3 separate regions of the Mus musculus genome follow, and all the other regions are linked to region 2. The links are chromatin contacts, called in public Hi-C and HiChIP or PLAC-seq maps. All regions are on one chromosome and are shown on one strand. Each heading gives the region's core, a stretch centred on a gene start, on an enhancer-like site or on the middle of the called end of the contact. The rest is flanking DNA. Distances are from core to core; before and after follow the strand shown. Region 1 overlaps Anks1 (ankyrin repeat and SAM domain containing 1). Region 2 overlaps Ppard (peroxisome proliferator activator receptor delta). Region 3 overlaps Mapk14 (mitogen-activated protein kinase 14).

What was found. Hi-C and Micro-C count contacts between places; a contact is called where the count stands out from the background. HiChIP or PLAC-seq counts read pairs in DNA pulled down with a chosen protein or histone mark.
Region 1: a contact with region 2 is called in a Hi-C map of the HPC-7 cell line, with 4 times the contacts expected there. The contact joins two enhancer-like sites. A contact is called at or near these places in 1 of 39 promoter capture datasets (liver) and 2 of 484 Hi-C or Micro-C datasets (the AML12 cell line and the HPC-7 cell line).
Region 3: a contact with region 2 is called in a FOXA1 HiChIP or PLAC-seq map of pancreatic cancer cells. The contact joins two enhancer-like sites. A contact is called at or near these places in 1 of 39 promoter capture datasets (hippocampal neurons), 1 of 115 datasets of contacts at active chromatin or transcription factors (pancreatic cancer cells) and 1 of 9 other capture datasets (adipose tissue).

What each region holds. Positions count from the first base shown.
Region 1 is chr17:28,010,779-28,014,734 of GRCm38.p6, forward strand. The region is part of intron 12 of Anks1 (ankyrin repeat and SAM domain containing 1); the gene reads left to right. Among named protein-coding and RNA genes, the nearest start is that of Gm35290, 5.5 kb to the left of the region's middle. Within about 2 kb of position 2,678, at least 181 of the 459 cell types and tissues checked have an H3K27ac peak or open chromatin away from gene starts, as enhancers often do. A contact at or near this core is called in the HPC-7 cell line and liver, where this site is marked.
Region 2 is chr17:28,289,236-28,292,807 of GRCm38.p6, forward strand. All of the region lies in intron 3 of Ppard (peroxisome proliferator activator receptor delta), which reads left to right. Among named protein-coding and RNA genes, the nearest start is that of 1810013A23Rik, 19 kb to the left of the region's middle. Within about 2 kb of position 1,641, at least 51 of the 459 cell types and tissues checked have an H3K27ac peak or open chromatin away from gene starts, as enhancers often do. A contact at or near this core is called in the HPC-7 cell line, liver and pancreatic cancer cells, where this site is marked.
Region 3 is chr17:28,696,094-28,699,664 of GRCm38.p6, forward strand. All of the region lies in intron 1 of Mapk14 (mitogen-activated protein kinase 14), which reads left to right. Among named protein-coding and RNA genes, the nearest start is that of Mapk14, 6.5 kb to the left of the region's middle. Within about 2 kb of position 1,903, at least 185 of the 459 cell types and tissues checked have an H3K27ac peak or open chromatin away from gene starts, as enhancers often do. A contact at or near this core is called in pancreatic cancer cells, where this site is marked.

The DNA of each region.
Region 1 (3,956 bases), core at 1,428-3,927, 280 kb before region 2:
TGCAAATCTGGCTCTAAGGCCACCGTTCACTACACTCACACGTTCTCAGGGGCCTCGCCCTTTGTTATGAAGCAGGCCCAAGTAGGGACATGTATAAGTGTCTGTTACGATTCCTGGTGGGCCCAGGAGTAGCAGCTACATGGCAGACTCTGTTATCACTTGCCTGGAGCTTTGGAGAAATGACTGAACTTAGACTGTCCTCAGACCTTAGGAAAGGCAGCAGTGGTGGCAGGTGACCCTCAGGTTGGTGGCCAAGTGCCTGGGGAGTAGTGGAGCTCAAGCCCTTCACACAACTGCCTTCCCCCATGGCTCCTCCCATCACAGACAGAGGAGGTGTGCATGGGCCAGCCTCCTGGATTTACCACATGCCTCTTAGGAACTGTGGCCAGCAAGGCTGGGGGGTTGGTGGCTGAGAGGGTGTCAGGGAGCATGCTCAGTTCATAGGTTTGGGGTTACGCTGCTTACTGCTGGGAAACAGCCTTTGGTGAACTTCACTGGGCAAGATGACTTCCTCACACTGCGTGATGAAGGTCTACCTCCAAAAGAGTGTCCATCAGCGACACCGGCCTTTTCCTCGTGCTCCGTGAGCGTCTCGCTAACCCAGGAGTGATGGAGCTTACTTCCTAACCAGCTTCCCAAGGGGGGCTCTGACACCAGACTTCAGGGTTCCTGGGTCCTTGAGTGAGGTCAGAGCATGTTGTCCTGACCCCTGAGAAGCTCCAGGTATCAAAGACGGGAAGCCACATGCGCCTCCCACACAGATAACCTGTGTGGGTAGTTGTTGCATGGCTGGGTTGGGTTGTATGCTTACTGATTTATAACTTTTCTCACCTAGTAACTGCACACTGTCGATAGCTTTCTATGGCAGGTGGGCTTTGGAGCTGGCACTCTGTATCACCCTTGCTCTTCCTTGTGTGCATGTCACCGGCAATGTACCCCAGGACCCCTGACTGGTCTCAGTGCCCTTGGATCTGAAGGCTCCATGCTATGCTGTGTGGCTCCCTGGGCATCACTGGAGTTCCTAGACACTGAAGGAACCATGTTCCTCCTATTTTTCAAGTCCGTTCCCTTCCTTCAACCTTTGTTAACCTGTCCTATGCTCTGCATTGACAGTCCCAGGGAGAGCTGGGCTTTCTGCATCCCTCAGTTAAAGGCCACCACTCCTCTAGGGCCTTTGCCAGCAGCAGTCCTGCCCAGGTTCCAGCCCTCATTTATCCTCCAGCATGGGTTCCCAATTGTGAGTTGACCCTGCAGCCTACCTTCCACTGAGAAGCCTAAAATTCACTGTTTGCATAAGTAAATGCTGGCTCATTTTGTGTGTGTCATTTGGTAGCCCATGCTGGCCTTGAACTCATAATAGTCCTCTTGCCCCAGGCTGTGACATCGCCACTGTACCCAGGATTAGTGTCATTATCGAGTCTTCTTCAGTCAAGTGTGAGATCTTCCTCAAGCAGGGACCTCATTTGTGTCACCCCTAAGCAAATGTGATGCTTTGTGCTGGAGCAGAGAAGATGTTCTAGCAAACTCCCCTTTGCTGGCAATACTTGGGTGTTCTGTGTGCTGGGGTAGGGGTGGGGAGCAGAAAAGCTTTTCCCACCTCCAGCCACAGGAAAGGCTCCAGGGCTCTGTCCTGCCAAAGCAGCAGTTTCAGTGATGGGCTCCATACCTCAGTCTCCTTAGATAGCCCCCAGCCTGTCTCCTGCACACAGTCATGCATGCAGCAGCAAAAGCGATGGATGCCAGAACTAAATGCTTTGTACACCACAGTGTCTGTAAACCAAGCCTCCCATGCCAAGCAAGACCCAAGGATACTAAAGCCTCTTGCACAAGATGGTGGAGCCGCTGACAACCTCTTCAGGCACTCCTGCATGCTTCACGGTGTCTCTGGAGTACTAGGTGCCTAATGAAGCCATTTGACTCTGTGGTGTAGACAGTGAGAACAGGCGGTACATGTAGACCATGGGTGTCAGCTGTTTTGTTAGTTTATTTTCCTGTTTTTCAACACAGGCTCTCACTGTGTAGCCTTGGCTGTCCTGGAATTGACTCTGTAGACCAGGCTGGCCTCAAACTCAGATCCGCCTGCTTGCTTCCCGGGTGCTTGGTGGTGTGTTTGCTTTCCCTAACTTTTCACTGTGTTTCACAATTGCTTGAAACTCAGATGTGGAGGCTGACTGTAAGAACAAAAATAACTGCCTGGTCAGGTTGTGGTTCGAGGTACAGAAGTCTGTGAGGTCAGCTAGTTCCCCCACGTGCCTACTTTTGAATGGGATTGGAGATTATGGAAGAGAAAACCACAGAAGGCTGCCTGTCTACTTAGCAAAAACACGCAAGCCAGGAAACACTTGGCTGAAGGCTTAAGTGATAAATTTGTGTTTTGTAATCAGCTTTCATAAATATTAAAGAAGTGGGAGATGGTGGAAAGCAGTGATGTGCTCTGTATGCGTGCTCAGCTCCACACTTGCTCAGCAATGTCCACGTGGAGAGTGCCGTGCTCTCAGTCTCAAATGGTGGCTGAGGGACCCTCGGCTGAGCCCCTTCCTGAGAGGGGAAGAGGCGGCAGGCAGAGCACCCTGTCAGGCCAAGCCCTGAGCTTCCCCTTCCCCGCACTGCTCCTTAGAGCCAGCATGACGTCATCAAGAAGAGAGGTGATTGGTGCAGCTCCACAGAGGCATTGGCTTCCCTCGCCACCTAGAGGTGGGTGCAGACAAGGAGGTCTGCCCTTTACCCGGAACCCTCAGCTTGCCACGATCTGCAGTGTGCATTGTCCCTTGGTATGTACACTGGCGTGCTTGATCCTGGGCACTCCCACTCTAAACAAGAATGTGGCTCTCCCACCTCTGGGGACAGCTCGGAGCTTGGAATGTCTATTTAAGTTGCTTCCTGGCTCACACTGGAGTAGAAGCCTTACCCTCTGAGTTTCCATTGGTTTTAGGTTTGAAGCATTGTCCTGGCAGCTCTGCCTTCCGGGCTTTGTGTCAGATCCAGGGGCTCTCAGTATCTGCCATTTACCTGCAACTTGTAAGTCCTGGCTCCTCAGTCTGTGGTCAGACCAGTCAGCCTCCTGCTGCCTTCCTGGGCTATCATGGCAGCATGCCGGGGAAGCAGAGAGCTGGACCCCGCACCGTTGGGCTTCCTTGAGCTGCAGGCGTCTCCTCCTGCCCCCAGCCCGGCTTCCCTGCTGTCCTCACAGCAAGCAAGGGGCCAGTGAGCCCAGTGGGTACAGCACACACAACGGGGCAGATTCTGTGGTGCTGTATTTGCCAGCTGTGTGTGTGTGCGTGTGTATGCATGAGAGAGAGAGGGAGGGAGGGAGGGAGGGAGGGAGAGAGAGGGGGGAGAGAGAGAGAGAATGACACTACTACATGAACAAACATGAGCACTAAGGCATGCACCTCACTATGTAGTTGTCCTAGAAATCAACACATAGACCAAGGTGGCATCAAACTCACCAAGATCCACTGCCCTGCCTCCCAAATCCTGGGGTTAAAGATCTGCACCACCATGTTTTGGTTTATTTTGGTTTTTGAGATGTATGTGTATGGATGTTTTCTGCATGTATGTGTGTACTGAATGCATGCCTCATGCCCATGGCGTCCTAAAGAGGTCATCAGATCCCCTGAATTAGAGTTACAGATTGTCAACCAACACTTAGGAACTGGGGATTGAACCCAGGTCTCCTGGTCTTCTGAACGAGCAGTGCAGTCAGTGTTCTTGACCTCTGAGCCATTGCTCCAGCTCCCCAACATTTAAAAAAAAAAGAAAAAAAAAAAAGCTTTGGTGATGCATGACAGGTAGTGAAAGTTAATGTGTAGCTGATAAAAATGTGCTCTTTATCCCAGAGCTGAGAGTCATGGAAACATATTCTCTGAATTGGGGGAGGGGGTACCTGAAGGTTTCCCTATGCAGCACAGACTGGCCTCAGATGCAGCAGCAGAGTTAGAGGGGTGCACCACCAC
Region 2 (3,572 bases), core at 391-2,890:
CCCATTGGTCAGGCAAACTTTATATGCCCCAGTACAGGGGAACACCAGGGCCAAAAAATGGGAATGGGTGGGTAGGGGAGTGGGGGGGAGGGGGTGGGGGACTTTTGGGATAGCATTGGAAATGTAATTGAAGAAAATATGTAATAATAATAAAAAAAACGAATAGGGTAGAGGGGGCTGGAGAGATGGCTCAGTGGTTAAGAGCACCGACTGCTCTTCCGAAGGTCCTGAGTTCAAATCCCAGCAACCACATGGTGGCTCACAACCATCCATATTGAGATCTGACGCCCTCTTCTGGTGCATCGGAAGACAGCTAGTGTACTTAGATATAATAATAAATAAATCTAAAAGAATAGGGTAGAGCCAAGCATGGTGGCTCACGCCTGTCATCCAAGCACTTGGGAGCTGAAGCAGGAGAATCACAGGTTCCAGGCCAGCCTGTTTGAACAAAAAGCCCAACACCCGTATGTATAATAAATGTTAGACAGTGCAAACCAGAGGACTACAGGAGTTGATTTAGAGTCCTGAGGGGTGAGGCGTGTCCGTTATAAGACACAGCCTGCGCTGTACGTCTTTCTCAGCAACCACGTGTGACTTTCATAACTTAAAAGCTCTTGTTCTGTTTTGTCCCAAAGTTGAAATGGATAAACTGACATGATGACGTTCTCTCTGATCCCAGCACTTGGGAGGCAGAAGCAGACAGAGCCCTTGAGCTCAAGGCCAGCCTGTTCTACATAGTGAGATCCTATCAGGACACAGAGACCACCCACAGCAAAACAGGGACCCTCACAGCTGCCTCAGGCCCCCCGTCTCAGTCTCCTCACCTGAGCCCTCCACAGCTCTCAGTAGTAACCCCTGCCCTGTGCCCATGAGTTTGGGGCTTTTGCCCCAGAGTCCCTTTGGGGATCCCAAAGGAACCCTGAGACGGTAGGAAGGCTGCAGGGCTCCAACCCCTCCATGTGGGTCCACACTAAACTTCCCTGCCACCCTTGTGTCCCCAGGAGGTCGGCAGTGCAGGTCTCACACAGCAACAAGGAAGCACAGGGCCTGGGGCCGTTGCTGGCACAGGACTGACTCAGGAGGTGGTACTCACAACCCTCCCTCCCCTCCCCTGTCCACTCTCGCTCCATGGCAGCCCACACACACAGGAGCCAGGTAGACCAGTGGCTCTCCTCTCTCTGTGTGCTTCTTTCCCCAGCAGCACTTGGTGAATGTCCAGGGCTGGGCACCATGCCAGAGTGGGCCAGGCAGTGGTGGACAGGGCTGAACACCAGCCCAGAGGAGCCCAAAGTCCAGGCAAAATGGGACAACAGTCAAGGAACTATCCAGTTAGCTGGGTGTGGTGGCACATGCCTTTAATCCCACAAGAAACAGGCATACCTCCCTGAGTTCGAGGCCAGCCTGGTCTACAGAGCAAGTTCCAGGGCTACACAGAGAAACCCTATCTCAAAAATAAAAACAAAACAAAAAAGGAGAAGCCAGTTCCCCAGCCTCAGGGCTCTTAGAGCTTATCCTGCTGTGAGAACTGTGAGGCTTTGGTGGCACCGTGGCTAACCAGGCAGGCTGTGTGCACCTCATGGCTGTGATGACAGCGTGCTTCCAGCCTTCCGCCACCGTGTGAGGACGTGAGGATAAGTCAATAGTGTGTGTTTGCTGAGCTTGTAGTCTGATGGCAAGACTGATTGCCGTGTGGGGTGCCAGGGCCAGGATTACTCAGAGTTCAAGTGTCTAAGGACCGACCTCCGCCATCAGTGCTGAGCTGCTCTAGAGACAGGAAGATTGTGCCTGTGGGCAGCAGGAGAGTGCGCACCGCCACCCCGATCAGGGGTTCCCAGATAGACAGACCCAATAAAGGGAGGGGTGTGTGTGTGTGTGTGTGTGTGTGTGTGTGTGTGTGTAGAGCTATAATGGAGGTGGGGTCCCCTCTTCCAGGAGGAAAGAGGACCCAGCCATTCTCTCGAAGCCTTCGCCTATAGACAGAGAGCCACATGCATTCTGAACTGTTAGCACTCTGTACTCCAGTCTCCTGAGTTAGATGACAGTCACGTCTTTATCTTTCTCTCCTTTTTGTTTTGTTTTGTTTTTTGTTTGTTTTGTTTTGTTTTTTGAGATAGTCTCTCTATATATTCCTGGCTGTCCTGGAACTCACTCTGTAGACCAGGCTGGTCTCAAACTCAAAGATCCACCTGCCTCTGCCTCCTAAGTCCTGGGATTAAATGAATGCAGACTAGCCTGTGAACGGAAACCTGGCTATCACAGCGCAGCCAGATCAGGAAAGCCGTCCTCACCACTATCTTTAACCCCATCAACCACAGTTCTCCCGCCTGTTATAGAGGGGCACAGTGCCTGACTTGAAGGGTTATTTCGAAGCTTTGCATGAAGGAAGGGATGGGCAGTACCCAGTAGAGTTCTGGAACACAGGCAGTGCCAGTGCACCCTCTGCTGCAGGTCCCAGTCCTAAGCACGACCAGCAAGTGACCTTGCACAAAATGAAACGAGCCAGGCATGGTGGCATTTGGGAGGCAGAGGCAGGCGCAGCACCGTGAGTTCACAACTAATCCAGGCTACTTAATTAGACCATCTCAGACCCAAACAATCCAAAAAGACCCTTGGCTAGTAGGTGGGGCCTGGCAAAAGCCACCTCTTCTCCTGTTCCTCCCGGTAAACAAAGACCCTTGGGAGGTGTCTCAGGCCCCTGGCAGGGATTCTGGGACCAGCTGCAGGCGTATCAGGTGAACAAAGGTATCTCCTAAGAGCAGCAGGCAGGAGTGAGAGGAGTGTTAGGTCCATTGATGTGTCAGGATACCTCATACAGACAGCCTTAAACAGAAAGGCTTTATTCAGGAAGACAATGCTGAAGGTTCCAGCCCAGCCAGCCAACCCTACTACTTTGGGGTCTATGGTGAGTCATGCATTGTAAAGAAGAGACAGGGTTCAACGTGCCTCTCTAAGGCTCACCTCCAGTGACCACGGTAGCGGGAGGTCCTGCCTCCCGTTAGCACCACAAGCTTTGAACATCCGGGCCTTTAGTCAACATTCAGAATCTATGCTATGACCAGGCGTGTGACTATACGCCTATAGTCCCAGTTCCCAGGAGGCTGAGTTACAGGCCAGCCTGGACTCCAGAAATGAGACTGTGAGTCAAGGGAAGAAAAGAGGCTGAGGATGGGGCTCAGTTGGTAGAGTGTTAACCTGCTGTGCTGCAGGTGTGGCCCCAGCAGTGGGGAGGCTAAGGAGGCAGAAACAGAGCTTTAAGGCCATTACGGAAATGACTGCACACATACATGAGGACCTGCACTCAGATACTTAGCACTCACAGAAAGAGCTAGGCCTGGGCCAGTGAGGTGGCTCAGAGGGCGAAGGCGCTTGCTGCCAAGCTTGGCTACCAGGGTTTGATCCTGGGACTCACACAGTGGAAGAAGAAAACAAGCTTCTCAAAGTTGTCCCCCGGCCCCTACATGTGCACACGCAAATACATAAACTTAAATGCAGTTTTAAACATTAGAATCAGGGGCCGAGAGACGGTCCCACATTTAACATCTCTTGCCACTCCTCTAGGGGAACCAGATTCG
Region 3 (3,571 bases), core at 653-3,152, 410 kb after region 2:
AGAGTTTATTTTGTTGAGTTCCGTTTCCCACTCATGATGAGCACTACACCCCAGGCCTCTGAGTTCTGCCACTTTTCAGTTTTGAATATTGAGGAGTATTCTTTTGATTTCTCTTTAATTCAGCCTCAGAGATGATATGTGTTGGCTTTGCCTTCTGTGGACAATGTTGGGAATTGTGCTAAACCCTTAAAGCTTAGGACTCAAATGTCGAGGAGTTCCCTGGATGCTGTCACTTTCGTATTAACTGGCATCTTAATGTGATTCTTTGGTTTATCATGATCTTCATTTAAGGCATTATCAGTCCCTCTCTTTCTAGAGTAGGTGGGTTGCTTTTCCTTCTCTCTCTCTTCTGCATCTTTAGTAACGGAACCCTGGGGGCTGGTGCACACTAACCATGGGATCCAGTGAGCTGCACTCCAGCCTCCAGGCTGGCGTTTTAGCCTAGTTCTGTGGATGAGCTGGGGTTAACAGAAGACCCTGTGCTGTATGACCATCAGCTAGAGCTGAATGGATCTGGGAGCAATCAGAAGGGGGAGGGTTTGCAGCTGCTAGGAATCCTACCTGGTCATATTTGCCTTTGTAAAGACCAACTTCTGTGCTGAAAAAGTAAGCCAAGGTGGGTTGCAGACAGAGCAGAGCTGGGGTCTAGCTCCCTAGCTTTTCATTTCTGTTCCTTAACTGATCGAGGCACTAACTAAACTGTTTGTGGTTTATGTAAGCACAAGAGAGATAAATCATGGCAGGGACTTGACCTATGCCCTGTACTCTTCATCCACAAGTCCAAAAGTGCCAGAGCCAGAATTTTTGTTGAGCTCGGAAATTCAGGGTACTCCACTTCAGCTCTCTAAATAACATGCTTACTTCAAAATTTTTTTTTGTTTTTTTTTTTTGTTTGTTTGTTTGTTGTTGAAGGGTTTTGCTGCCAAAAGGAAGGGATCAAAGAGATTAGCTGCTGAGTTCAGCTGAAAAAGAAAGAGGAGCTGCTGGCAGGCTGAGTGTTTTCTAACATCTTTGACTTCCAGGCTTTTTCTTAATACTTGCTCATATTTTAAGTCACTTGTATCTTCCTCAGAGTATCCGAGCATTTAAAATCACATTTATCTTAATCTTTGGTTCTGTGTCTGTTTTCCATTCCTGCCTTTCCCTCATTGTGTTACTTGGCACTGATGTTTTTGTCTGTAAGACTCCAAGGAATGTTAACTTGAATAGATGTGACCAATACCTGTCTACAGATACCTTGTAACAGCTCTGCTCTGTCCTGTCTTGGCTGTCTTCATGTGCTGCACACTCTCTGGCTCTCTTGCTCTCGCTCGCTCGCTCTCTCTCTCTCTCTCTCGCTCGCTCTATACACGCACACACACATACACACACACACACACATCCCGCCTACACACACTGCTTTATCATCTGGTTGCAGAAAGTAAGTTCCTGAAAACAGGTTCCCATGGCAACATAACAGAAAGGTAATAGAACAAATGTTTATTCTGTCTAGACCTGTTGTCTGACTAACTGTAGACCCTGAACATGTTTGCTCCTGTCACACTGAACAATGTGATTACAGATTTCCTTGTTTCCCTCAAAACCTCCTCCTTGTAGATCTTAGTGGGGTTGCCACTGTGCTTGTGACGTGAAGGAAGCTGTGTGTGTGCCCTACTGCAGGTGTATACTGGTTGTGTCCCCAAGCTTGCAGGCCACAGCTTACCTAAAACAGCAGCAGTTGCTCCTTTGTTGTCATAAGTTCTTTAGCTTAGTATTGGTAGTGTTAAGCGTTGTTTATAAAGTCCAAAGAAAGCAAGGGACCTGGGGAGGTGCCATAGTGCTTGCCGTGAAAGCATGGGGCCGTGACTTGGATCTAGACAGCATGTGAAAGCCGGACACAGCACATGTGTGAGCTCAGTGCTGGGGTGCAGAGACAGGAGGATGGGTGGAGCCTTTGGACTAGCTGGCCAGCTAGCCTAGCCAAGTTAGTGAGGTCCAGATTCAGTGAGAAACCCTTTCTCAAAACACGGTGGAAGGCACCTAAGGTCAACCTCTGACCTACACACATGCACACACAAAAGCAGGAAGAGACCTAGGTTGCTTTGGAAGTCTTTGTAGCTTTTCTTTCTTTCATATTGTTCAGTGTCATCATCTCAAAACTACCTTTATATTTCTAAAGACAGCCCTTCCCCTTTCAAGTGACATTCTAGTAGCTTGTCAAATCTAGGGCAGCTTGATGCCAGGGTATGTATTGGAAATCTGTGTCAGAGAACCATTTCCATCTGGTGATTCAGATCTGGAAAGGATGACATCAGCGTGTGCCCACAAGAGGTCAGAAAACAAAACAAAACCTCTTTTGATGTGTGAAGGCTCTGGGAGGCTGTTTTAGTTAAATGGGGTGTGAGAGTAATTGGTCTTGATCTTGAGCCCTTTGCTCGGATCCACTTGGACCATTGTCATGCTCATAATCAGGCCTTTGCTCTTTCCTGTAACACGCAGCTTGGGGTGTCTGGCTTGTGCGAGTACTGAGTTCATCTTGTATTACTGCATTCCTGTAGCAGATCTAATTTAATTCCCAGAAATAATTTTTTTATTCTTAGTATCTTCAGTAGGTGACTCCTCTTTACCCTTCCCCCTTAAACTTCACTTAGGGCTTTTGCTAGCTCTAACTTCCTTGAACCTAGGTTTAGAAATACATCGTTTAATCTACCAGTTGCCAGTGAAGACTTTAGTTCTTTCTCATCTGTAAAAAAAGAAAGAAAAATCCAACTCCCTAGTAATCATTGTGCAATTCTGATGTTGACATCTTGTGTTGACATAGTTGTGATTACCTGATTGTGTGTGTGTGTATGTGTGTGTGTGTGTGTGTGTGTAAATGTTCTTGCATGTGTGTTTGCATATATGCAAAGACCAGAGGTTAACTTCAGTTATTGTCGACTATCACTTTCTACTTTATTTTTTGATAGTATCTCTCACTGGATCTGGAGTGCATGGATTGCTTAGACTAGCTGGCCAGAGGTCCTCAGGAATCTTCCTGTTTCCAGGCACATCGTCTCCTACCTGTTTTTTGTTGCTGATGTTGTTTGGTTTATGTTGATACTGGGATCAAACTCAGCCTTCATACTTGCTGCTGGAGCACTTTTCTGACTGAACTGTCTCCCCAGTTCTGCCCTTGTGTGATGCTGCAGTCTGGCTTGCTTAGGTTTCTGATTCCTTATGTCGTGTTCTGAGTGCCCTATGGTTGGGTGATCTCTTTTGAAATGAGCGACTCAATGTTAAATGATACTGATACCAGGCAAAAGGTTTAAAAAGTAACAGTGTTATCTGAGATGTTGGAAAAATAGTTGCCTGGTTAAGAACACTGGCTGTTCTTCCAGAGGATCTGGGTTCAATTCCCAGGACCCACATGGCAGCTCACAACTGTCTCTAATTGTAGTCCCAGGGGATCCAACACCCCACACAGACTTACATGCAATACACATGAGAGTTTTAAAAATTGTGATCTGTTTTTTTTTTTTTTTTTTTTTTTTTTTTTTTTTTTTTGGTATCTCTGAACTTCTTTACATCCCCAAACATGGTGTAACATAGGGTT